7 separate regions of the Mus musculus genome follow, and all the other regions are linked to region 7. A link is a contact called in public ChIA-PET, HiChIP or PLAC-seq, Micro-C and promoter capture Hi-C data. All regions are on one chromosome and are shown on one strand. The core of a region is the stretch at or near the end of the contact, and the rest is flanking DNA. Distances in the headings are between cores, read along the strand shown. Region 1 has its middle 17 kb from the start of 1700028I16Rik. Region 2 holds the start of E230014E18Rik (a long non-coding RNA gene). Region 3 has its middle 23 kb from the start of 4930463O16Rik. Region 4 overlaps Chst11 (carbohydrate sulfotransferase 11). Region 5 overlaps Txnrd1 (thioredoxin reductase 1). Region 6 holds the start of Nuak1 (NUAK family, SNF1-like kinase, 1). Region 7 holds the start of Washc4 (WASH complex subunit 4).

Region 1 (2,901 bases), core at 227-2,726, 750 kb before region 7:
AAGGATGGAGTGCCTTTGAACCCATGTATTTCTATATAGTTTGGGTTAAGAGTGTACTATTGATACAACAATAATTATTCTTTCAGCTAGGTATGATATTCCACTCTATTATTTATAACCTGTGCTTATAGGCAGATCAACTCACAGCCTCAATGCTTTATTAAAAAGTGGAATGTGATTCTCAAGTAAAAAAAAAAAAAAACCAGAAATCACTAAAGAGATGTGTGTTACTCTTATTCTTGGGGGAACAGACTATCTCCTGGCTATGACGATTCTGGAATGTGTGGTTGGGCTTAGGGAGTAGTTAATACTATTTTTTTCAGGAACTGTTTTTGTTTTAAGGGACTGGAAAGCACAATTGTTTGTTTGTTTGTGTATTCACTTATTTATTTTTGAGACAAGGTCTCTCTATGTCTCCCTGGCTGTCCTAGAGCTGATTATATAGATGGGGCTGGCCAGAACTCACAGAGATCCACCTGCGTCTGTCCGCACACCTCTGTTGCTGAGTGCTGGATTTAGACATTCTGTTACTTTCTATCAGTTCATCAAAGAAAATGAGGACAATTTTTTTTTCTCAGCCAGATTATCGCTGTTAACTGCTCTCAACTACTTTGTTCTTTGGAAGGATTCGGAATTTGATTTTAAGACGTGATGCGTTTGGAAATTATCAGTTTAATTTTATTCATATGTAATCTCTTTTTTCCAAAGATTTATTTATTTTTATGTGCAGGAGTGTTTTTGCCTGCATGTATGTATGTGTACCACATGTGGCCAGAAGAGGACACTGGTTTCCTTACACCTGCAGTGGGAGTTACGGACAGTTATGGGTTGCCATGTCGGTGCTGGGAACTGGACCCAGACCCTGTGCAGGAGCATTGCTAAGCCATCATTCCAGCCCTTGACCTTTTTTCCCCTTTGAGACAATATCATGCTCAGCAGTCATCTTCGTTCAGAAATCACTACTTTCTCATCACTTCAAAAGCTCCACTAAGAGATGGCTAGTCACAGCACGGGAGAAAGGAGAGGCTAGACAGTGTCTCTTCCTCACGTACAAAGCGACAGGAAAGTCTCATTCAGAACTGGGTCTCATCTTGCATGCTCCGCCCACACTCCTGTTCCAGGAGGTTCTCTGCTTCTTGTCATCAAGCCCAGAATGCCTGCCTCTGCCTCAAGTGCTGTGATCACAAGCCTGCGTCATCATGTCCAGCACGTGTAGCACTGGGGACCCCACTCAGGGCTTCCAACAGGCTGGGTGAGCCCCCTGTCCACTGAGCTACACCCGCAGCCTTGTTTGGACATCTCAAGCTTCCATATGTTGTTTGTCTGTCGTAGACAGTACCATGGGGAGAGGAAGAATGCCAGTTTCCCCACTCCAGTTTCCAGCACAGCACTTAACCGGAGCCAAAGACAAAGCTGTGCGGAGAGCCAGCCGCAGGAAACTCCTGACGTTGCTTCCAGGCAGCAGGCTCGGTTCTGGGAACCAGTGTGCACTGCTTAACGCATGACTCAATCTGCCCAGAACCTGCCAGGGGAGGGCAGTAGCTCCTTGCTTCACATTCTTGTCTCTGTCTTCCCCCCCAGGAACTGTTTGCAGATCCCATGGATGCTACCTGAGCTCCGGAATGCCACCCCTTCTGCTACAGGGCTTCAGTCCCAAGTCCCACCCGGCCAAAGAACTGGGCTCCTTGCCAGCGTTCCTGCCCCATCCCATCCTACCTTCCTGCCAACTGTCAGAGATATCATCAATAAATTGTTTGAATTATTCAATTCTAGAGATTAAATACTCCCCTGCTCCCCAAACCCAGAGATAAAATCAAACTCAAAACAGTTTGACGGAAAGCCGACCGTGTTTTGTAATCTGCCCCACCCCCACCCCTCCCAGGTTCCTCCTGGCTTCTTTCTCATCACTCGCCCAGGCATGGTTCTGGTGTTGAGGCATCTGCATGCCTCTCCTCCTTCATCTGGCTATTTCCCTTCTTCAGACTCGACTAGAAATTGTGCTCAGGGGCTGGGGGTGTAGCTCGGGGAGTGGAATGATCCAACTGGGCTGGGGTTCAGTTTCTGGCGCTATGTAACATGGAGAGGGGTGTATGTGAGCTTGTGTGTAATTGCGGTACTTGAGAGGTGGAGGCAAATGGACCTATTCAGGGTCATCTTTAGCTATATACACAGTCGAGACAGACTTGGCTATGTGAGCCCCTTACTTTAAAAACAGGAGGAGGAGGAGGAGGAGGAGGAGGAGGAAAAAAGAAGGAAAAGAAGAGTGAGAAAGAACGGGGTAGGGTGGGAGAAAGCATCTACTTCTGGTTGTTCAAATTTCTATTAAAATCCTTGACAAAGGAACTAATGCAATGACTTGCTGGTTATGAGTACCGACATCCAGGGGACCCAGGTTTGGCTCCCAGCACCCACATAGTAGCTTACACCCACGGACCAGACACCAACATCCTGATCTGGCTTCTTCGAGCACATGTGCCGCACAGGCACACACAGGCAAAGCAATCATGTTTGAAAATAAAAATTTAAAGAATAAAAAACTGCTTGATGGCCTGCTCTGTTTCGGAGAGAGGAAATAAAGTCGAAATAAAAACAAAGCAGGGAAAGAGAAAAGCAGCAGCCACCTGGAGGAAATGGTTACGTAGTATCTGGTCCTACAGCTGCCTGCAATTATCCTCCCTTACAAAAAGGGGAAAATGCCGGAGTCTCTGCTCTTTATCTGAGCCGGTAAACACGCCTGACTGCAAGAAAGGAATTTCTCGTTTCTGTCCTCTTTAAGGCTACCCCAACAATGACAGGATAGTTAGAACTAGGCTGAAATGCCTATCGGTACCAGAAGAGCCCCTGTGCAATGGCTGAGTTGGTCTTTTCTGACGAGCCCATGGCTAAAAGATTTTTCTGGTC
Region 2 (3,044 bases), core at 37-2,536, 970 kb after region 7:
TAAGACAGGGGAAGCTGCACCCAGTGTGCAACCATCACTTTCCACAGAACATGACCAAGTACCCCAGCACAGGTGGCTCTGCCCTCACCACAGGCCCATTGCCCAATCGGCCTTGCTCAGGGTGTCAGGAACCAACACGCTCGCCTGGCACAGCCTAGAGGAAGTGCCACACCTTTTGCAGCAGCTCTGATCCTTCACTTGCTGCCCGGCGCTTCCAATCGTTACTTAGGCTGGCACGGGGCCAAGACAAGTAACCAGGGAGGAGGAACAAGGCCCTGTCTTGTCTCCTGAACCAGTTGGTCTGAGCAGTTTGGGTGAACAACTTCCTCTCTCTGAGGCTGTCTCCCCATCTGGGGAAAAAAAAAAGACGAAGGTTTAATTTGAGCCCCTTTAATCTTTACTATGCAAGGCCTGTTTGTTGCATGGTCTGTCCCTATCAGAATTATTCACGTTGATTGATCGTGATTACAGGCCCACAGGGACTGGTGGTGAGTCGGTTATCATGGGCTTTCTGATTTACACTATCGTATGTCTGATGCGTGAGTTTTCTCCCTGTGTTTCTTCTCCTTACAAAAAGTGACCATAGGGCCAACTGTCTTGATATGCTCCTTTGATCCCAGGACCAGTCTGAGGCAGGAGAATACTGTTAGTTCAAGACCAGCCTGAGGCTGCATAGTAAGATCCTGCAACACCACACACACACACACACACACACACACACACACAATCACACACACACACAATCACACACCCTTTAACTGGGAAATTTCCCTCACATACAAAAAGGGTCATGGAGTTAATTAAGGGCTGGAGAGATGGCTCGGCTGCTCGGCTGTTAGGAACACTTGCTGCTCTTGCAGAGGACCCAGGTTCCATTGCCAGCACCTATGTTGGACAGGTCACAACTATCCACAGCTCCAATTCCAGGGAATCTGACACCTTATTCGGACCTCTGAAGGCCTGGACATGTGTCAGATGCACACAGACACACACACACACGTAGAGCTCCAAGTAAGCTCAGCCTGCTTTCTTATAGAGCTCTAAGTAAATACAAGTGTTCTTTGCTTAGCACAGCACAGTTAGACACTGATGTACTCACTAACTGAAAAATACATAGGTGAATAGAGTTTTGCTTTCAGTCTTCCATTTTTATAGCACATCATTGGGAGGGGGGGACTTGGTTCACCACTTACTATGACCAGGAAATGTTCTGAACAAAGTACTTAGCCTCCTTGGAGCCTTCACCTATCAAGAAACGGGGCAGGGTGGGGCAGGGTGGGTTGCTAAACATAGTGCCTCCCTGTGTGGCTGTCATAAAGCCTTTAGAAGAATGACTGTGCATACTCAGTACTCAGGAAGTGTTAGTTACTTGGTACGCCTCCTAGAACCAAGCATGGTAACTTCTCTGCAGATACAGAGATGAAAGACCCAAACACGGAGGGTGCCATCCAGCAAGAAAGCAGTCATGCAAGCCATTGTAGCACAGAGGGAAGAGGCTTTCCGACCAGCAGCCTGGAGGGTGGGGTCCTGGGTGGAGCATTCAAGTCGGCTTAGGGTTCAGGTTCAGAGATGGAGCAGTCTGATTAGGAAAGGAGGAAGATGCTGGAGATGTCATAACAGAGGAAAACAGCCTCATGAGATCCCCAGGAGCTGATGGCAGGAGCCAGCCAGAGGTAGGCATGGAAGATATAGTGGGAAGGGGACACAGACAGACAGACAGACACTTGGGAAAGGCTGTGCTTGTGATCTATGGGGGAGTCCCCAAAGACAAGCCAGAGACAGGAAGGGCAGTGAGGCACAAACACCTGTCTTCATTTCTTCCGGCCATTTCCTGTTTCCCCACTGGACCAGGATTACAGTGAAGGCAGGACTCCATCTGTCTTGCTGTCTGTCTCCTTCATGTGCAGCAGAGTGGTGTTCCGCAGTATCATGAGCCATGAACCAGGCTGCTGGTGATTAGCCTCCGATCCCCAGTTATGGGGGTAAAGAGGAGGCTGGGAAGAGAGGGTGGTGGTGTGTTAAGGCTTTATCCCCCGTGATGTGGAAAGGGAGAGTGTCCTAGTTAGGGTGAGCATTGCTATGATAAAACACCACGGTCAAAAAGCAAATGGGAAGAAAAGGATTTATTTCAATCACAGTTCTGTATCAACTGTACATCGTCAAAAGCAGTGAGGGCAGGAACTCAGACAGGGCAGGAACCTGGAGGCAGGAGCTGATGCAGGGGCCGTGGAGGGGTCCTGCTTACTGGCTTGCTCTGTATGGCTTGCTCAGCCTGCTTTCTTTTCTTTTTTTCTTCCTTTCTTTCTTTTCTTTTTCTTTTTCTTTTTCTTTTTCTTTTTTGAGACAGGGTTTCTCTGTGTAGTCTTGGCTGGGCAGTGGTGGCGCATGCCTTTAATCCCAGCACTTGGGAGGCAGAGGCAGGTGGATTTCTGAGTTCGAGGCCAGCCTGGTCTACAGAGTGAGTTCCAGGTCAACCTGCTTTCTTATAGAACCCAGGGCTACCAGGCCAGGAATGGTACCACCTGCCATGGACCACCCCATTTGGGTATGGGGTCCCTGGAATGAGGGTCCTCAAAGCTAGGTGGGTAAGAGTTTGGCAGTGACAAACAGAAACATAGAGGCAGTTTGAATCTGAGTGTATTTTGCAGCTCCCAAGCAGGGGATTTTATATATTAAAAAACCAAACATTACATCTCTTAGAAACTATATCCAATGAAACAATCACAGATACCAAAAAAAAATCATTTGGCACAGTAAAGCACAAAAGTTATCCAAGCATTACAACTCTGAAACTATGTATTTAGTGAACCACAAACAAAACAGGTAACATCATTATAAATCATCAAAATATAACAATTCTAAAAGGATGTATTCAGTGGGCGCTGTCATCCAAGGCTTGTGGCATATTTCCAGGAGCAGGTTAATAAATCTTTAACGGTCAGTGCCCTTAACCACTGAACTAACTTTCCAGCCCCATGGTCAATTATTATTTAATATCCAGTGCCTGATTTTTTTATAAATCTTCAATGTATAAATTTAAACTA
Region 3 (2,843 bases), core at 338-2,837, 920 kb after region 7:
GTTATTACAATTTTTCGGCAAATTGAAATTGAGGTTTTTTGGGTTTTTTTTTCTTTAATGATTTGTCCCAGTGCACACCCAGGTGAGGCAGGTTTGGCTGGCCCCACTAACTCACCCAGAAGTTCAGACAGCAGGTTCTCTGGGAAGGGAGCCAAAGGAGAGAAAGTTAGTGAATACTTAGCCCAAGCGGCTGATCTTTGTGTGTCCAATACAATACTCCCCTTGGTGATCTCTTCCCCCCTTTCTCTGTCCTGTCTCCTTTCCCCACCCCTTCCCCTCTCTCTATCTCCCTCCCCTTTCTCTCATTTCTGGATCTAGACAAGGTAAACAGCTCCTTCTGCCTGCCGGGGTCTGGTGAATTCTTAGCATCTCTGAGAGCATTGCTCCTTCCTTTCCTGGAAAATTTTCTTTCCAAAGGCTGACCTGGAAAAAGGACCCCCATCTCCTGCCAAAAGAAAAACCTCTCTGGAGGGCTACTTTCTGAATCTAACCTGGGAGAAGCCAACATGAGAAGCAGAGGACAAATAGACACGCGCGCGCGCACACACACACACACACACACACACACACACACGCACACACACACACAGAAAGTGGGTTTTTTCCTACCAGAAAAATATTGCCTCAGTATTCAGCAGTCTACTTAAGACGACTTGTTGCTGTAGCTTTCTGCTATGTTTCAGGCAATGTTCTAATGTTATTTACTCATCTAGGTCTCCTAAGCACAGCCAGTCTCATTGTGACATGAGAAAACTGAGCCTTGGAAGTAAATAGCCAGTTCAGGCTTGCACAGTGACCCCCCTTAGCCCTCAGCTCAGACCCTCCTGATCTGGCTCTGTACCTGCACAGAACTGCTAATCTACAGTGCTTCTGATTGTCTTCTAGGATTTAAAAACAGATAACATGATAAATCATGCTTCATAGATAGATAGATAGATAGATAGATAGATAGATAGATAGATAGATAGATAGTAGATAGATAGAAATGTAGATAAATGGATATATAGAAGACAGATGGATGAATACATACATACATGCATATATACATGCATACATAGATGCATAGATAAAATGGACTAGAATGGGTTTTCTCTTTTCTGAGTTTCACGTCCTTGCAGAACAGTCTTGCTATCCCAATGGTCCCCTCTGACTCTAAACTCACTCCTTTCTCCCAGGAGAAAAAGACTTGTCACGTGCCACTCTCTGCCCTGATCCATTCTCTAGCCTTTCTCTTGCCCCAGAGGTTGATCCCTGTGGGTTGTCTCTTCTGTCCTGGGCTCTGATGTCCTCTAGCTTCCAGTTGGGTGCAGCAATAGGGAGCTGTAGCAGTTGTAGCAGGAGCAGAGGGTAGGAATGGCCTCTTGCCTGTAGTCTCTGGGTCCTTCCATAGCCCTGTATTCTACCCTTTAACCACATCCTCTCAGGTTTCTCCTAGCACCCCCTCAGGAGATTGAATTCTTTATTGTTAGTTGTAAGGCCACTTCTTGTTTGACCCTTAACCTTCACAATACCAGTCATCCCTCCTCTTTATTTGGACCTACCCTGCCCGTGCTCTCAAGAGGCTCCCACGTTACACAAGAAAGAGGGTTATTTTTGTCAGATCCTATGCATGCACACAGATGCCAACTATTGGGAGGACACGTGCCCAGAAGTTACAGCGGTTAGCTGTAGGCAAGATTCCAGGATCCAGGAATGTTGTTTTAATTTCTTGGGGGATTTTTGTAGTGTGTGTGTGTGTGTGTGTGTGTGTGTGTGTGTGTGTGTGTGTGTGTGTGTTAGTCATGAGCTTGATTTTGTCCTAATGTTCTTGTTTTAATACATGCTGATCTGTTATTGAGAAGGCAGTTAAGGACACAGTTAGGGGCTGCAGTACTCCATTTCCTTGGATCTACCTAAGAAATAGAGGCCCACTCCCACCTCTCTTTGCAAAGACCCTCCTTGACTGGCCAACACAGCAGTACCATGCCTTTGGTATCTTCTATGCCCCAGAAATGGCCATATGAGAAAGAAGGCCCCATGCCTGGGCGCTTACCCTCTAGCATCTCTGCTCTAGGAGATGGCTCTTGTCCAGTCCCCTCACCCTCAGTTCACTCTTTCATCTATAAGGGGAGTCAGAGGAAGGCTTGAGGCTAGTCTGGACTACCCAGACTTCCCAAGCTAAGTAAAGACCAGACCAAGATCATCTGACAAGAGGGACAGATGCCCCTCCAGGAATGCCAGTCCTCCAGAACCACCAGCTGTCCATAGAGGTCAGCTACACTCCCAAAAATGCTACTTTTTTCCCAGAAGATTCTAGAGGGACACCTCAAAGTAGAGTTTTCATGGAGGAATGCATTCATTCCCCTGGGTTTGGGCAGTCTGCTGATGGGGGCCATCCTGACAAGAATGAAGAGATTCTAGGGTGACACCTTTGCCACTCCCTTTAGCTATCAGATCAGTGAAGCAATAGATTCCATCAAATTGGAATTTTCCAGGACTTCTCTGATGGGTAAAGGAAAAGACAGGAAGGGAGCCTGGTGCCAGCCCTAGAAAGAACTTGTCTCCCGGAAAGATATTTTGTACAGTCCTGACATCTGTCAGGCTACCTTGTAGGCCAGACTGAGGCCTGAGCAATAGTGATGGGTAAGACCATATGCCAGGTCTGCATAGCTGTGCAGACCTCTTGCCCTCTGCTTAAACATGAACGTCTTTCAGGTCACTCAGGATGGGCTCGCCAGGGTGCACTGGACTTCTTTGTTCCTCTTCCCAATGTGGCTGCATTGAATACAGTCTCCTTTCCTACTTCTCCTGAGTGATTGTGTCTTCAATTGGACTGTGGATGGAAGGTGGCAGAGCCTGGCTTG
Region 4 (3,205 bases), core at 133-2,632, 540 kb before region 7:
TGCATAGAAGACCTCTTGTCTTAATGGAGTCCATGGGCTTGGAGTAAAATTGATCTGATGGATTGGTAGCACCACCCTTGGTAGGCTCCTTGTCTACCGCCAACCCTCTTGTCTACTCGACAGCGCCTCAATAAAGCATTTGGTATGTGTGGGCACATTCAAGTGTGTGGTGTGTGCATGCGTGTGTGTGTGTGTGTGTGTGTGTGCACATGTATGTGCATGTGTGTGTGAGCACATGCTCAGATTTCTGATTATGAAATGAACTCAAATGTATAAAAGAGACTTTTGAAAGAGAATTCACTTCTAAAAATGTCATTTAAAAATAATTTTTTAAATTTTAATCACCTTGGTGTTTTGCCTGCATGTATATCTGCGTGAAGGTGTCAAGATCTTGGAGTTACAGACAGTTGTAAGCTGCCATACGGGTGCTGAGAATTGAACCCAGTATTATGGTATGTCTTGGTTTTACCACTAAGCACTGAAACTCAGTTCTCTTGGAAAATAGACTATCCTGTCACGTGGATGCATTTTAATGGAATTCTGCTTTCTCGTTGGACAGTTCTGAAAACAAGTTGTTTTTCTGTCTTTTGTTTTATGTGTATGGGTTTTGTGTTTGTTTTGTTTTTTCAAGACAGGGCTTCTCTGTGTACTTCTGGTGGTCCAGGAAGTCACTCCATAGGCCTTGAACTTGCAGAGATCCATCTGCCTCTGCCTAGAAGGTGCTGGATCAAAGGGGACTTAGAGTCACCACCGCCTGGCTCTAAAGACTTCTTTGAAAGATGTATTCAGACTCCGAGACACTGTAAACATCCCAAGGCTCCTGGTAGAAGGATCCAGTTGTTTTTTAGAATGCTGTGTACATTCATATTCCCATCAGAGCGTGTGACTGTGTCCTAGCTAGGATGATCCGGCTAGTGTCCAGGTCCGTCCACACAAGATAACAGGTCTCAGGAGGGTCCAGACTGGCTCTTCTGCTGCCGGCCGGCCACAGGCTTGTAGTAAATGTTGTTGACATGTGTTTGAATGACGGAGCCCAGGAGGGTTTATCAGACAGTTGAGGAGACAGTTGTCACCAGGGAGCACTTTTCCCACAGGCTTTGAAGGAAAGGGAAGCTCGGGTGTTGGTGACAAGCTTTGGTGACACGGCCACTTCTCTAGTTGTAGATTGTCCTCAGGGCTGAGATGGATGTGCTGGCTTACCCATCACCCTTTCATCTGTTCTAAGTTAGTCTTCCCAGTAGCTGCTGAAGTGTTCTGTCCTCATCCTTATCTTTACGTAGACTCAGTTAATGGCAGGTAACCCAGCTTATGAGTGATGGAAGCATACTGTACTGTGGCTACAGGTGCCCTGTTGAGAACGCTGTTCTGTGTACGGTTAGTGTCTGTGAGGAGCACTTCCTGTAATGGGGGGGAGAGCAGGGGGTGTCTGTCAGGGAGTGCTATCCTCCCAGGGTTCATACCTGAAGCCTGTCCCCAAGCAGACAGCATTAGGAGGTTGGATGTTGGGACGTAGACAACTGATGATGTGCACTTAGAGCCTCTGTACAGGGCAGTCCCATGACTGACGATTGCCTCTCAAGAGGACATCGTGAGACCCCGGGTGCCTCCACTGAGTCCTGTATCTTCCGTGATTCCATCTTGGACTTCCCAGCCTCCAGAGCCGAGCAGTGAATGTCAGGTTTTTTGCAAGCCACCCAAGGCAAGGCATCTTGTTAGCAGCCTACCAAGTGAGACAAGGAGCACGCCTCCGGTTGGCAGGCGGTTGGCGGGTGAGATGTTGTCTCAGCCGACCAAGATGATGATGTACCCGTGGTTCTCAGCTGTTGATGGAAGAAGCCCGGGTGTGGGGGCTGCTTCTGATGAGGGCCAGGCGCCTCTACAAGGCATGTGTCACTCTTAGAAGAGAGATGGTTATCAGTGCCCTGGCCTTGGATCCTTTCCCAGAAGCCCTGTGTTGATGATGAAGTCAGATCAGGGGAACAGACCTTCTAAAAGGGAAGTGTGGGTGGGAGGTAGGAGGAGAGGAGAAGAGAGAAACAAAACAAAATCCAACCCCCCCCCCCCCAGATGCGATAGGGCTTTCCCTGTGTGTGCTCTGTAGCTATGCCTACAAGGCAAGGCTTAACGTATTGTAACCTAATCAGCCTCTTGAACAATTACAAAACAAACTTTAAAAACAGACAGGATAAACATTTGATACATTTTGACTTTCAAGTTACTCCTTTGAAATTGTGAGAGGACTTCACTCCTGGGTGTTAAAGCAACACTCATGCACGCCACTCCAGGACCTCACCACAAGGTCACCCCTCTTGCCCACAGTCTCTGCCCACCCATACAGATACCCTTCAAGGACCCACAGGTCCTCTAGGCCCTTTAATGTCCCCAGCTCTGAGGTGCTCCCTCCAGCTCTCCTGGATCTTCTCTGCTGTGACACTGACTGTCCAGCAGCTGTGGTAGAAGCGACTGAGAGGAAATGAGAATGGGGCCAAAATAGCCAGTTATTAGGTTTCCTGTTGCAGAGGATGTGGTCGGTTGACTTTGGTTATCTGTGAGTCTGGCCCAGGGACTGGGCTCAGCTAGCAGTTAAACATGTGGGGGGAGCACAGGCTTGGCTCCTCTGACAGAAATTATCAGAGTCCTCAGGACCCCCCCCCCCAGGAAAGCCAGTGGGGTTCAGCCCTGCGCTACATATGATTTTACGTATGGCCAGGAGCAGTAGCAGCCACTTTCCAGAGCTTCGGGAGGCAGTAGCCCTTTGGTGCGGGCATGTGTGCGCATCTGTGTAAATGTGTGCATGTGCGCATGTTGACACATGGTTTGATATTTATTTATTTATTTACTTACTTACTTATTTACTTTGAGACAGGATCTCACACTCCAGTCCAGCTGGCCTCGAACTTGTAGCAATCCTCCCGCCCCTGCCTTCTGAGTGCTGGTACTAGAGGCACGAGGTGTGATACCCACCGTATGATCAGGTTCTTTGGTGAGTGGGGGCACATCCATGTCTATGCACACATGTGTTTGCATGTGGAGGGCAGGGGCTGATATCAGCTGTCTTGCTCAGTCACGGCACATCCACCTGACAGGCTGGCCAGTGAGCCCCAAGGATCCTCCTGGCTCTGCCTTCTCCGTGCCCGGGTGGTAGGCACACTGCACTATACCGCTTGTATGAGTGTTTATGTTTTTAAACATGGGTTCTGGGTGG
Region 5 (3,085 bases), core at 259-2,758, 660 kb before region 7:
TTGTGGGACAAACAGACCTGCACAAATGTTACCTCTCCAAGTTTTTTTGGTAAGTATTTTTATCTTAAGGTTATTAGTAAGCAAGTCGTGTTCATACAGAAAGACTGAATTTTCTTACTTTGCTTTGCTACTTTCCTTACAAAAGTGAGACATTTTGAAAAACCCAATTAAAGAAGCAGGAATCAACTACTCACAGATGCTGTCTGTAGTGTAGCCATTTGGAAGGCTTTCCTTGGTCTTTCCCTAAGTAATTTTACATGCGTTAGACTTTTGTATCAGAGCACTGATGTGGGTCCCCAGAGGAGGAAATAGTCTTGCTTGTCATGCCCAAGACACATCAAACAGAGCCCCTGTCTTCTGGCTCCCCTGCACCTCTCTCCCTCCTCCTGTGCTGTCTGGTAAGGTTCCTGGAGGAACTTTCTGGAAGCAGGAAGAAGCACCAGCTAGCTGGTTGTTAGAGCTGCCCCTGCTATGTACAGCTCTCATTCCTCTGAGCCAGTGACTCTCAGCCTTCCTAAAGCTATGACCCTTCAGTTCAGTTCGTCATGTTGTCGTGACTCCCCCACCCCCATAAAATTATTTCAGTTTTACTTCATAACTGTAATTTTGCTACTGTTAGAAATCATAATGTAACTGTCTGATATAGAGGACATCTAAGAGTCAGCCCCCAAAGGCAACCCACAGGGTGAGAAACACTGACCTACACTAACCAGGAGGTCACTTTGTATTTTTTGTTTCTTTTCTTTTTCTTGTTCTGAAACATTAATATGTCTATTCTGTCGCTCTGGCTATCTTAGAACTCCCTGTGTAGACCAGGCTGGCCTCAAACTCAGATCCACCTGCTTCCGCTTTAATCCCAAGTGCTGGAGTTAAAGGCGTGCACCACCACCGCCCGCTTGTTGTCTTATGTAAGACAGTAATTTTGTGGCTTCTTTCTTGATTTTCTTGGTCATTTTGTTATATTACTTAAGGTTTACTAATCATGTTGAACTAAGATTAGTCAAAGGGGTCTTGACAACAAAGTTCCAAGTTATTTGTCTTTTGATGAAGTCAGTTTATTCTGTGAACTTTATCAGCAGCGCTAATTATTGAAGTACCTCCACACCTACTGCTGGGCAACATCCCACATAAGGAAACAAGTCTGACCTGTGCTTGTGTCTTCCAGGTTTACCATAGTTTCTTTTGGCCATTGGAATGGACAGTCCCATCCCGGGATAACAACAAATGTTATGCAAAAATAATCTGCAACCTTAAAGACGATGTAAGTGCGGCGACGGGTCTTTGTGGAGATGTGTAGCTTTTGACCATGAATGTTAGGATTCCAGCCATTGGTGTCCACAGCACCAGGGGCAGCATCTTAGGCAAGGGTCTGGGCTCTCCTGCCTGCTGCCTTGCCTGTTCATCTTTCCTGGTCCGGGGCCCCGCTGCAGGCAGGCAGAACACACGTAGGTAAAGGAAGTCAGGGGACACTTGAAGCTTCTCTGTGTTGATGAGTGGAGAGTCATGAAGTCCTCAGCTACCTTTTAAAAAACCACAAGCAAACCCAACCCCGGATGCTCTGCTTTGATCCTCTGCGCTGGTGGGAAGAGCTCAGACTTGGCTGGGCTCCAGATTGAGATGTACCCACTGCTACACTAGTGACCAAGCCCGAGGGCAAACTCCTGCCTCCCAGGTATTCCAGACCCATAGTGAGAGAGATGGACTACCTTAGCAGTTTTCAAACTTACTTGACTGTTGCCACACAGTAAGAAATACATTTTATATTATATTCCAGAACACGTGTCCATACACACATACTCTTTCTTCTTTCTTTCTTTCTTTCGCTCTCTCTCTCTCTCTCTCTCTCTCTCTCTCTCTCTCTCTTTCTTTCTTCCTTCCTTCCCTCCCTCCCTCCCTCCCTCCCTCCTTCCCTCCCTCCCTCCCTCCCTCCTTCTCTCTCTCTCTTTCTTTCTTTCAAGATTTATTTATTTATTTATTTATTTATTTATTTATTTATTTATTTATTTAATGTATATGAGTGCACTGTAGCTGTACAGATGGTTGTGAGCCTTCACGTGGCTGTTGGGAATTGAATTTAGGACCTCTGTTCGCTCTGGTCTGCCCGCTTGCTCAGTCCCTGCTTGCTCCAGCCCAAAGATGCACCAGAAGAGGGCGTCAGATTTCATTTGGGTGGTTGTGAGCCACCATGTGGTTGCTAGGATTTGAACTCAGGACCTTTGGAAGCAGTCAGTACTCTTAACCTCTGAGCCATCTCTCCAGCCCCATATTCTCATTCAATATTGTACCAGAAACTGAATTTTTTCAATGTATTCAGCATATTGACCTTAAAAATCCCTTCAGGGAAAATATGAATAAAGCCAAAGCCTTACATCAAACACACAAAGAACTTGGTTAGATTATTAAAACAATCTCAGGGTTTGTCTGTAATGACATACTTTGTTTAAAAATTGTTTTAGATGAGAAAGATTTTTTTTAGAACCCAGAAGGTTTCAGGACACTGCCTTAGGTGTAAAGTTATCACTGAGGCAGATGTTCGGTGAATGAATCGATCAGGGTAACCCCTCGTGAACTGTGCACTGACATAAGGATCAATGGCGTATCACTCTCTCTATCTCTTTGGACATAGCTTTATTAAAGCATGATGTAGCCAAGTATCATCTGACTTCACAGTGACCGAGTGTCCTTGGTTTTAAACAGAGCTCAGTGGTCTACGTGTAAATCACACTCACACACATGGAAGTACTTCCTGCTCCCTGCTCGGGTCAGTGAACACCAGCCTGTAAGAGATCAGCAGTGCAGATACGGTTCACAGCAGCTCTGGTCTGGAACACTTGCTCCCGCACTGTTGAGAATCTCGTTTAATCTGTGCTGAGGGGGCGCCTCTGTGACCACTGATAATTGCTATCTGCTTGTTCTGCCCATTCTGTGACTGAGGAAACTGAGTCCAGTCTAGTAGAGCTATTAGATCCCGGCCCGTGTCACAGCCATGCCAGTGACAGTCACTTCCTGCCTCTATTGTCTTTCTACTGTCTTATGTTTTTATTCTTTTTTACCTTTTCGGAAGTTGGTGTCTCTCTCAACTGTC
Region 6 (2,797 bases), core at 52-2,551, 900 kb after region 7:
TGTATCGGGTGCGGCCGGCCAGACCCCTTGAACAATTTAAGTAGTCCTGAAGCCAGGACCTGGTAAGGCAAGCGAGCCTGCTGCAAATCAACTCTGGGACTGAATGGCCACCCCTGCCAGGGACATGTCATGCTTGCCAGAGGCGGGAATGCAAGCTGTCAAGAAACCTCAGACATTCAGTAGAAGCTTTTAGGTTTGATAGACAGGAGGAGTCTGTCTTTTGCAGCAAGAGCAGCATCAGGGTAAGCAAGCATCCCAGTGGAAAGGAGAAGTGGGACTGCAGGTAGATGGGAAAGAAGCGGGGGTCCTGAGCAACTACAGGACACCACACTTTCGAGCCCAGCTTCATGGCTGATAATGTAGGTCTTTTTGGAGTTTGTACAAATAAGGAACTCCCGGACAAGGTCTGAAGGTGTGTCTTTGGGGAAGACCCCATGTTCTCAAAGCTGCAAAATGTGAATCCTAAACACTACTTTGCTAGCTGGGGTAAAAAATAAAAAAATAAAAAAGGTGGGGTGAGAGAAGCCCCCAAAATATGTGCAGACAAGATGTAACAAGTGTTTTCGGAGATATACACCTGAGTCACGGGGTGCTGAAAGGAAAGTGAGGAGTCTGACTGGGGGCTTCTGCTGAAACCTTTCTAGAGAAGGGAGCCCCGGTGGCGTGGTGCCCCCAGACCGTCTCCCCGCCCCCATCTTGGGCCACCAGGGAACCAGCTCGAACCCCTCCAGGAATTTCCCTTACTCACCACTCGGCCTGAAAACCTCTCGGTGGCTCTCTTGACTTTGCCGTAGGTACCTTTGCCCAGGGTCTCTTGCAGCTCATAGCGATGCTTCAAGTTGTGTTTGTGGTGATGTCGCTTCACCCCGTGCGGCTTCCTGGGCTCCACTGGGGCTGCAGTCGCCCCGGCCACCGCCTCCAGCGGAGAGCCCGGCAAGCCGGTCTCTACAGCAGGGCCATCCCCTGCCGCGGACACTGCCGCCCCTTCCATGACCAAGCGCAGGGCGAGCCGAGTTGGAGAGGGCAGGTCCCGGCACAGGGGCTCGGGGTGGTCCCCACCGAGGGAAACCGGGGTGCGTTCAAGGTCGCCCCCGCAGCAGCATTGCTGAGACGACCCGACCTGGCTCTGGCTGCCGCTGGGGCACTAGCGGCGGCGGCGGCGGCGACTGCACATCTGGCGTCCCGGGCGCGCACGCTCGGCGCACCGCCCCCTGGCCAGCCGCGGCAATCTGCGGAGCGTCCGGCGAGGTGGCAGCGATGTCAGGGGAGGCGGTGGTGTTGGCGAGAAGGAGGGGAGAGGGTGGCTCCGCGCGCTGGAGAGGAGTGTTATGTGGGGCGCCGCGCCCCCCGCCCCCGCGCCGGGAGGACGCGCAGACGGGGCGGGGCGAGAGGGGAACGCGGGGCGGGCGCCCGGGTGTCCCCACCTCCGCGCCGGGCCACCGAGCAGGGAGGGGGCGGGGTGCGTGTCGTTGTTCACTCTTTGTGCGGCGCGGCGCAGGCCGGGGCGGCGGCCCGGCTGCTTTGTCCTCGCCGGGTGGGGACGCAAGGTCCCGGGTGGGTCGAGGTGGAGGGGTTGGGGATCGTCAGTGCTCTTGTCCCCTCCCCGAGCGTCCCGCACTCACCCTCCGGAACTACTGCGGGCCGTCCGCAGCTAGCTTGGGCCGATCGGCCTCGGATAAAGGTCGCAGGTCCCCGAGGCCGCAGAGGCGACAACGCACAGAGCCAGGCTCACGCTCTGTGGCCCGGGGCTGTAGCCTCCTGGGCCACCCTTCTTCATGTTTGTTATGGTGTGGCGGAGGCCGCCAGGCTCGCTGGAGCAGGGGGAGGCTGGGTTGAAAGGAGGCCCAGCGGTGTTGGGTTACCGGCGGTGAGTCACAGTCCCCTCCAGCCGCCGAGGCCCTGCAGGCCCCCAGCTCCGGCACGGTCAGGGCAGGGCCCTCCTGGAGCAACCGCGGAGCCTGGAAAGTCCCCGAGAGGGATGCTTCGGAACCCCGGCTCTCTCAGGGAGAAAGGCGGAGTCAGGAACGAAGGGAGGCTCGAAGGAGGAACCCGGCCCTTCTCCAGGGCTCCGATCTCCCGGTAAAGTTCGGGAGTCCAACAGGGACCAACACCTAAGAGGAGGGAAGTGGGGGCCTGGATGGAGCTGGGTCCCCTGAGCTGCCCAGCGCCATTGGAAAGACCCCTTTCCGACAAACCAAGGCTCTGAGATAAGCCTAGGCCTTGGCCTGCTGAGCAGTTCCTTGTCCAAGCCAGAGGCCACTTGCAGGCCTCTTGACCCCCTCAGGCGATGGGAATTTTCCTTTGACTAAAACGGCCAGATCTCACCCCACCAGGTGAAGGTCAGGCAGGAAGGCCTCCCAGCAAGGCTGCCCTGGTTCTCCTGAGATGAAGGGAGGAAAAATAAGACATGAAAAAATTAAAGGTATCTTGAGAAATTTTTTAAAGTAATTTCACATAAATTACATTGTTCCACACTAGGGTGGGAAGACCGACCAGGAAGAGCATCTGGTGTAGTCTCCAAGTACTGGCACTTCCTTCTGCAGCCCTCAGGTTCCTCCCGCCCTCCAAATTCCTTCTGACTTCACTCTTGTCTACTTCTCACCTTACACTGGACTCTAGCAACAGCCTGTCTTCTCGAGACGCCCCTCGCCCCCACCCCTGTTGTCAGAGTCATGGCCTGAAACACACCCATTGTCGGCCCTCACTCCTCCGCTCAGTTCTGGACTTGATAATGGTCTTATCTCCAAACTTTATTTACTTATCTTACTGATGCCTGAAACCCTCGGCCGGTCCCTGC
Region 7 (2,969 bases), core at 381-2,880:
AGTTGCTTCTTCTTAGCTCAGGGCATCCGTGGAGCACGTGACCTACACTAAGCCAATGGGTCCACCCCTCCTGATATTTGGGTTTCTGAGATTGGCTGGAAAGTGTGCTCAAGTAAAGAAAGGCTAATCACTGCTGGCAAGACTTGATTCTGGGACTTTTGTTCGAGTTATCAGTTCAGCGTGCTCTTTTTCTCTCGTGGGCTAGATTTAGTCTTGTGATAATGTGGGCCCGAAGCTGCCAACAGCTACCATATGGAACCTAAAGAAGGCTGCCAGAACTGCATGCTACAGAAACTGAAAATTCCAATAGGCCACCCTGAAGCCAGAGACACACTAAGTCCACATGTGTTTGTCAGCTGTCACTGTAACAAACACTTTTGTTAGAAAAAAAAAGCATTTTCTAATTTCTTTGCAATGCCAGGCATGGTGACACATGCCTGTATTCCCAGCACTTAGGAAAGCACTTTACAAAGTAAAGATGTTCATTTGTGGCTCAGATCTGTAGAGGTTTCCCTCCATAGCCTTGTCACAGGCCCAGGAGCAGCAGGGACTCTCAGCTACGATAATGAGATCTTGTCTCAAAATAAAACCAAGCCCAAACCTTAGCATCTCAGAACATGCTCTTCAAGAGAACATTCTATATTGATTTGTGGTACTTTATATAATGCAAATAACTTTAAAACTCTGCTTGAAAAAGACTCAGCTAATAGACACAAGAAAAATTTAAGAGCCACTTTGTATTAATGAGCACCTACCCGTTTTCAAGTAATCCAGTCTTCTTTAATGAGATTTGAATTCTTCCTATGCATTTGCAAACACATGAGCATAAATAAACGTTTACGTCGATTGTAGATGTTACAGCAAATATGCATTGTTCTAAAATCGACTCCTCTCCTTTTTTTTTTTTTCTTTTTTTTCTTTAATGCCATTTGAGACCTATTTCATTTTGTAGCTTTCTAGGAGTTCAGAGTATGGATGTCTTAAATTTTACATTATGATTTTTTTTTTGATGCTATTTAGACTGCTTCGTAGAAGTACATACTAAAAACTGCCCTGATAGAAAGCGTTTTGTGTAAACGTTAGGATAGATGTAGAACTCAGGGTAACACAGTTCCCACCCCACCTTCTTAAAAGCAAGGAAAGAAAGAATAGTGATCTATGTAAAGCAAACCCAGTAGTGAGATTGCTTGGTGGCGTTCTTAAAGTCATTACTTTTTTACACACACAGGTCTTTTCTCAACAAATAATCTGCACAGGAAGTGCAAGGGGATCAAGGAATCGCGAGGGTAAAGACAGAAAGGGAGCTGGTGAGACAGGCATCTTGGTCCAAGGGCTCGGGCAGTGTCCAGGTGAAGGACCGGGTCTTGCGTTGGGCCCCACCCGGTTATTTCCATTCTTTCCAGGTTAGACTGAGGGAGTAATCCCCTAGGATATAAAAAAAAAAGAGCCTCGAGGAACGGAATGTGCCCTGAGAACAGTCGTGAACGGCAGCGAGACCAGGAAAGGATGCAGGATGCCAACGGCAGCCATCACTATGGCGGCCGCGCCGGGAGCAGGCGGTCGACTCGCTTTCCCAGCGGCTCCCGCGGTCCGCAGGGCCGAGAGTCCACTGGCTCTGGCGTGCGGGGGCGGGGCCGAAGCCGGAAGTCACGTGCCGTGACAGCGGCTGGGGTGAGGCCCGCGTCGCGGCTGTGGCTGCTCGGGGCTGTGTCTGTGGGAGGTTCCGCGGCGATGGCCGTGGACACTCTGTCGCCCGACTGGGACTTCGACCGCGTGGACGACGGCTCTCAGAGTAAGCCCCGGCATCGGGCGAGGCGGGCCGGGCGGCGCTGCGGACGGAGGGCGGCGCGGTGCGGCGCCGCGCTGCGCAGCCGCCCTCTCGGGACCCTCCCGCTGGGTGGGACTGGGGCGCTCTGCGTGACCGTGTGGTCGCGTCTGGCCGTGCACTCGCACCCTGCGTCCCTCCCGGAATCGGTGACGGGCCAGCGGTGCCATCGCTGGGGAGCCCCGCGCGAGGCCATCCTCCCGGGTTGTCCATCCCGTCCCAGGGTTTGCCCCAGATGCTCAGCCTTCAGTTCTAGAAGAGTCTGGGTTCCCGTTTCGGTTTCCTGTTTTTCTTTGCTTCTCAAGCCAACTTTTGAAGTTTGGATTCACGTTCTTAGAACCACAGAGACAGCTAAAAACAGCTCTTTCTGGCCTTAAAAAAAAAATCAACCAACATAGGAATATCTTATTCCTTCTCGGCCCTTTATTGATTTTTAAATAGCTGAAAAGGTTTTTAAATCTATTTTAACTTTTTAAAAAATCAGATCTGCTTCGCAGTTGCCTCATGACGTCAAGTCCAAGTTTATGTTTAAAATCACTTCCAACCCCAAAAGCCTCATAGTTTGTTTCAGCATAAATGGACAACCCAAACTAATTAGAGACACTCTGGAGGTTGATTTGTTTGTTTGTTTGTTTGTTTGTTTTTTCTGTGTGATAGAAGATATATTGGGGCGAGTTGCCCAAGAAATTTTTAAATGCATACCTTTCCCAAAAGTAGGAATGCCTTTAAAAATAAAGTACAGCTGCATTATGAATTATTTTACAGAGATACTAGACCATGTACAGATTCCTATGTAACTGTGTTTTGCCTTTACATCTAGTTGAACTATGTTCAGGGTGCTGGGCAGATCTTAAGATATTGGTCTTAGTCAGCATAAAGAAAAATCTAGATGGAAGGATAGTAACCACCCCTTCTCCTCCCCCCCCCCCCCCCCATTGTGCGCTGAGGTCCCTACTTTAGTTTAATCTAACCAAAGTTGGAATGAAGGTATACTGGGTTTCAGCTTTAAGTGGAATGAATGATCAGTTATTTAGACATAATCAGTTTTTTAGATGCTCAGGACTGGGGAAAGGAGTGGAAACAGGACGTGGGTGAGGACACAATATAAAAACCATGTATGTATGAAAATGCCATGGTGAAACTC

Evidence for each region. Promoter capture Hi-C pulls out the DNA fragments that hold promoters and counts their contacts. A called contact is a pair of places that touch in the nucleus more often than the background predicts. ChIA-PET counts read pairs in DNA pulled down with a chosen protein or histone mark. HiChIP or PLAC-seq counts read pairs in DNA pulled down with a chosen protein or histone mark.
Region 1: an H3K4me3 HiChIP or PLAC-seq map of pro-B cells shows a contact between it and region 7, with 4 times the contacts expected there. The contact joins the enhancer-like site here to the promoter of Washc4 in region 7. A contact is called at or near these places in 11 of 39 promoter capture datasets (the 3T3-L1 cell line, the C10 cell line, the HPC-7 cell line and 6 more), 1 of 15 datasets of contacts at CTCF or cohesin (large pre-B cells), 4 of 484 Hi-C or Micro-C datasets (Th1 cells, muscle stem cells, nephron progenitors and 1 more), 7 of 115 datasets of contacts at active chromatin or transcription factors (the NIH/3T3 cell line, astrocytes, embryonic forebrain and 4 more) and 1 of 9 other capture datasets (embryonic stem cells).
Region 2: a contact with region 7 is called in an H3K27ac HiChIP or PLAC-seq map of embryonic stem cells, with 2.8 times the contacts expected there. The contact joins the promoter of E230014E18Rik here to the promoter of Washc4 in region 7. A contact is called at or near these places in 7 of 39 promoter capture datasets (the 3T3-L1 cell line, embryonic stem cells, hippocampal neurons and 3 more), 1 of 115 datasets of contacts at active chromatin or transcription factors (embryonic stem cells) and 2 of 9 other capture datasets (adipose tissue and liver).
Region 3: a contact with region 7 is called in a promoter capture Hi-C map of the 3T3-L1 cell line, with 3 times the contacts expected there. The contact joins the enhancer-like site here to the promoter of Washc4 in region 7. A contact is called at or near these places in 12 of 39 promoter capture datasets (the 3T3-L1 cell line, 3T3-L1-derived adipocytes, the C10 cell line and 7 more), 1 of 484 Hi-C or Micro-C datasets (muscle stem cells), 2 of 115 datasets of contacts at active chromatin or transcription factors (the NIH/3T3 cell line and microglia) and 1 of 9 other capture datasets (embryonic stem cells).
Region 4: a promoter capture Hi-C map of neutrophils shows a contact between it and region 7, with 2.9 times the contacts expected there. The contact joins the enhancer-like site here to the promoter of Washc4 in region 7. A contact is called at or near these places in 7 of 39 promoter capture datasets (the 3T3-L1 cell line, the HPC-7 cell line, HPC-7-derived erythroid cells and 4 more), 1 of 484 Hi-C or Micro-C datasets (cortical neurons), 1 of 115 datasets of contacts at active chromatin or transcription factors (bone marrow-derived macrophages) and 2 of 9 other capture datasets (embryonic stem cells and macrophages).
Region 5: a contact with region 7 is called in an RNA polymerase II ChIA-PET map of memory CD8 T cells, with 39 read pairs. The contact joins the enhancer-like site here to the promoter of Washc4 in region 7. A contact is called at or near these places in 13 of 39 promoter capture datasets (3T3-L1-derived adipocytes, the C10 cell line, the HPC-7 cell line and 8 more), 3 of 484 Hi-C or Micro-C datasets (bone marrow-derived macrophages and embryonic stem cells) and 12 of 115 datasets of contacts at active chromatin or transcription factors (the 230-238 cell line, astrocytes, embryonic forebrain and 7 more).
Region 6: a contact with region 7 is called in a Micro-C map of embryonic stem cells, with 6 times the contacts expected there. The contact joins the promoter of Nuak1 here to the promoter of Washc4 in region 7. A contact is called at or near these places in 11 of 39 promoter capture datasets (the 3T3-L1 cell line, 3T3-L1-derived adipocytes, the C10 cell line and 7 more), 3 of 484 Hi-C or Micro-C datasets (embryonic stem cells, muscle stem cells and uterus) and 4 of 115 datasets of contacts at active chromatin or transcription factors (the NIH/3T3 cell line, astrocytes, embryonic stem cells and 1 more).

Annotation. Positions count from the first base shown.
Region 1 is chr10:82,794,040-82,796,940 of GRCm38.p6, forward strand. It overlaps a transcript of Hcfc2 not described here. Among named protein-coding and RNA genes, the nearest start is that of 1700028I16Rik, 17 kb to the right of the region's middle. Within about 2 kb of position 1,477, at least 227 of the 459 cell types and tissues checked have an H3K27ac peak or open chromatin away from gene starts, as enhancers often do. A contact at or near this core is called in the NIH/3T3 cell line, Th1 cells, astrocytes and 7 more, where this site is marked.
Region 2 is chr10:84,516,417-84,519,460 of GRCm38.p6, forward strand. It overlaps E230014E18Rik (a long non-coding RNA gene), which reads left to right and starts at 1,287. Exons shown (of 2, transcript XR_003948929.1): 1 at 1,287-1,673. Gm34405 (a long non-coding RNA gene) reads right to left here and starts at 1,246. Exons shown (of 4, transcript XR_380642.4): 1 at 1-1,246.
Region 3 is chr10:84,464,099-84,466,941 of GRCm38.p6, forward strand. No RefSeq gene overlaps it. Among named protein-coding and RNA genes, the nearest start is that of 4930463O16Rik, 23 kb to the right of the region's middle. Within about 2 kb of position 1,588, at least 11 of the 459 cell types and tissues checked have an H3K27ac peak or open chromatin away from gene starts, as enhancers often do. A contact at or near this core is called in the NIH/3T3 cell line, where this site is marked.
Region 4 is chr10:83,002,694-83,005,898 of GRCm38.p6, forward strand. All of the region lies in intron 1 of Chst11 (carbohydrate sulfotransferase 11), which reads left to right. Among named protein-coding and RNA genes, the nearest start is that of Chst11, 19 kb to the left of the region's middle. Within about 2 kb of position 1,383, at least 146 of the 459 cell types and tissues checked have an H3K27ac peak or open chromatin away from gene starts, as enhancers often do. A contact at or near this core is called in the HPC-7 cell line, bone marrow-derived macrophages and neutrophils, where this site is marked.
Region 5 is chr10:82,886,008-82,889,092 of GRCm38.p6, forward strand. Txnrd1 (thioredoxin reductase 1) reads left to right here. Exons shown (of 15, transcript NM_001042513.1): 13 at 1,166-1,261. Among named protein-coding and RNA genes, the nearest start is that of Eid3, 21 kb to the left of the region's middle. Within about 2 kb of position 1,509, at least 30 of the 459 cell types and tissues checked have an H3K27ac peak or open chromatin away from gene starts, as enhancers often do. A contact at or near this core is called in memory CD8 T cells, where this site is marked.
Region 6 is chr10:84,439,367-84,442,163 of GRCm38.p6, forward strand. It overlaps Nuak1 (NUAK family, SNF1-like kinase, 1), which reads right to left and starts at 1,302. Exons shown (of 7, transcript NM_001004363.2): 1 at 749-1,302. The coding sequence starts at 991.
Region 7 is chr10:83,542,311-83,545,279 of GRCm38.p6, forward strand. Washc4 (WASH complex subunit 4) reads left to right here and starts at 1,631. Exons shown (of 33, transcript NM_001033375.2): 1 at 1,631-1,792. The coding sequence starts at 1,732.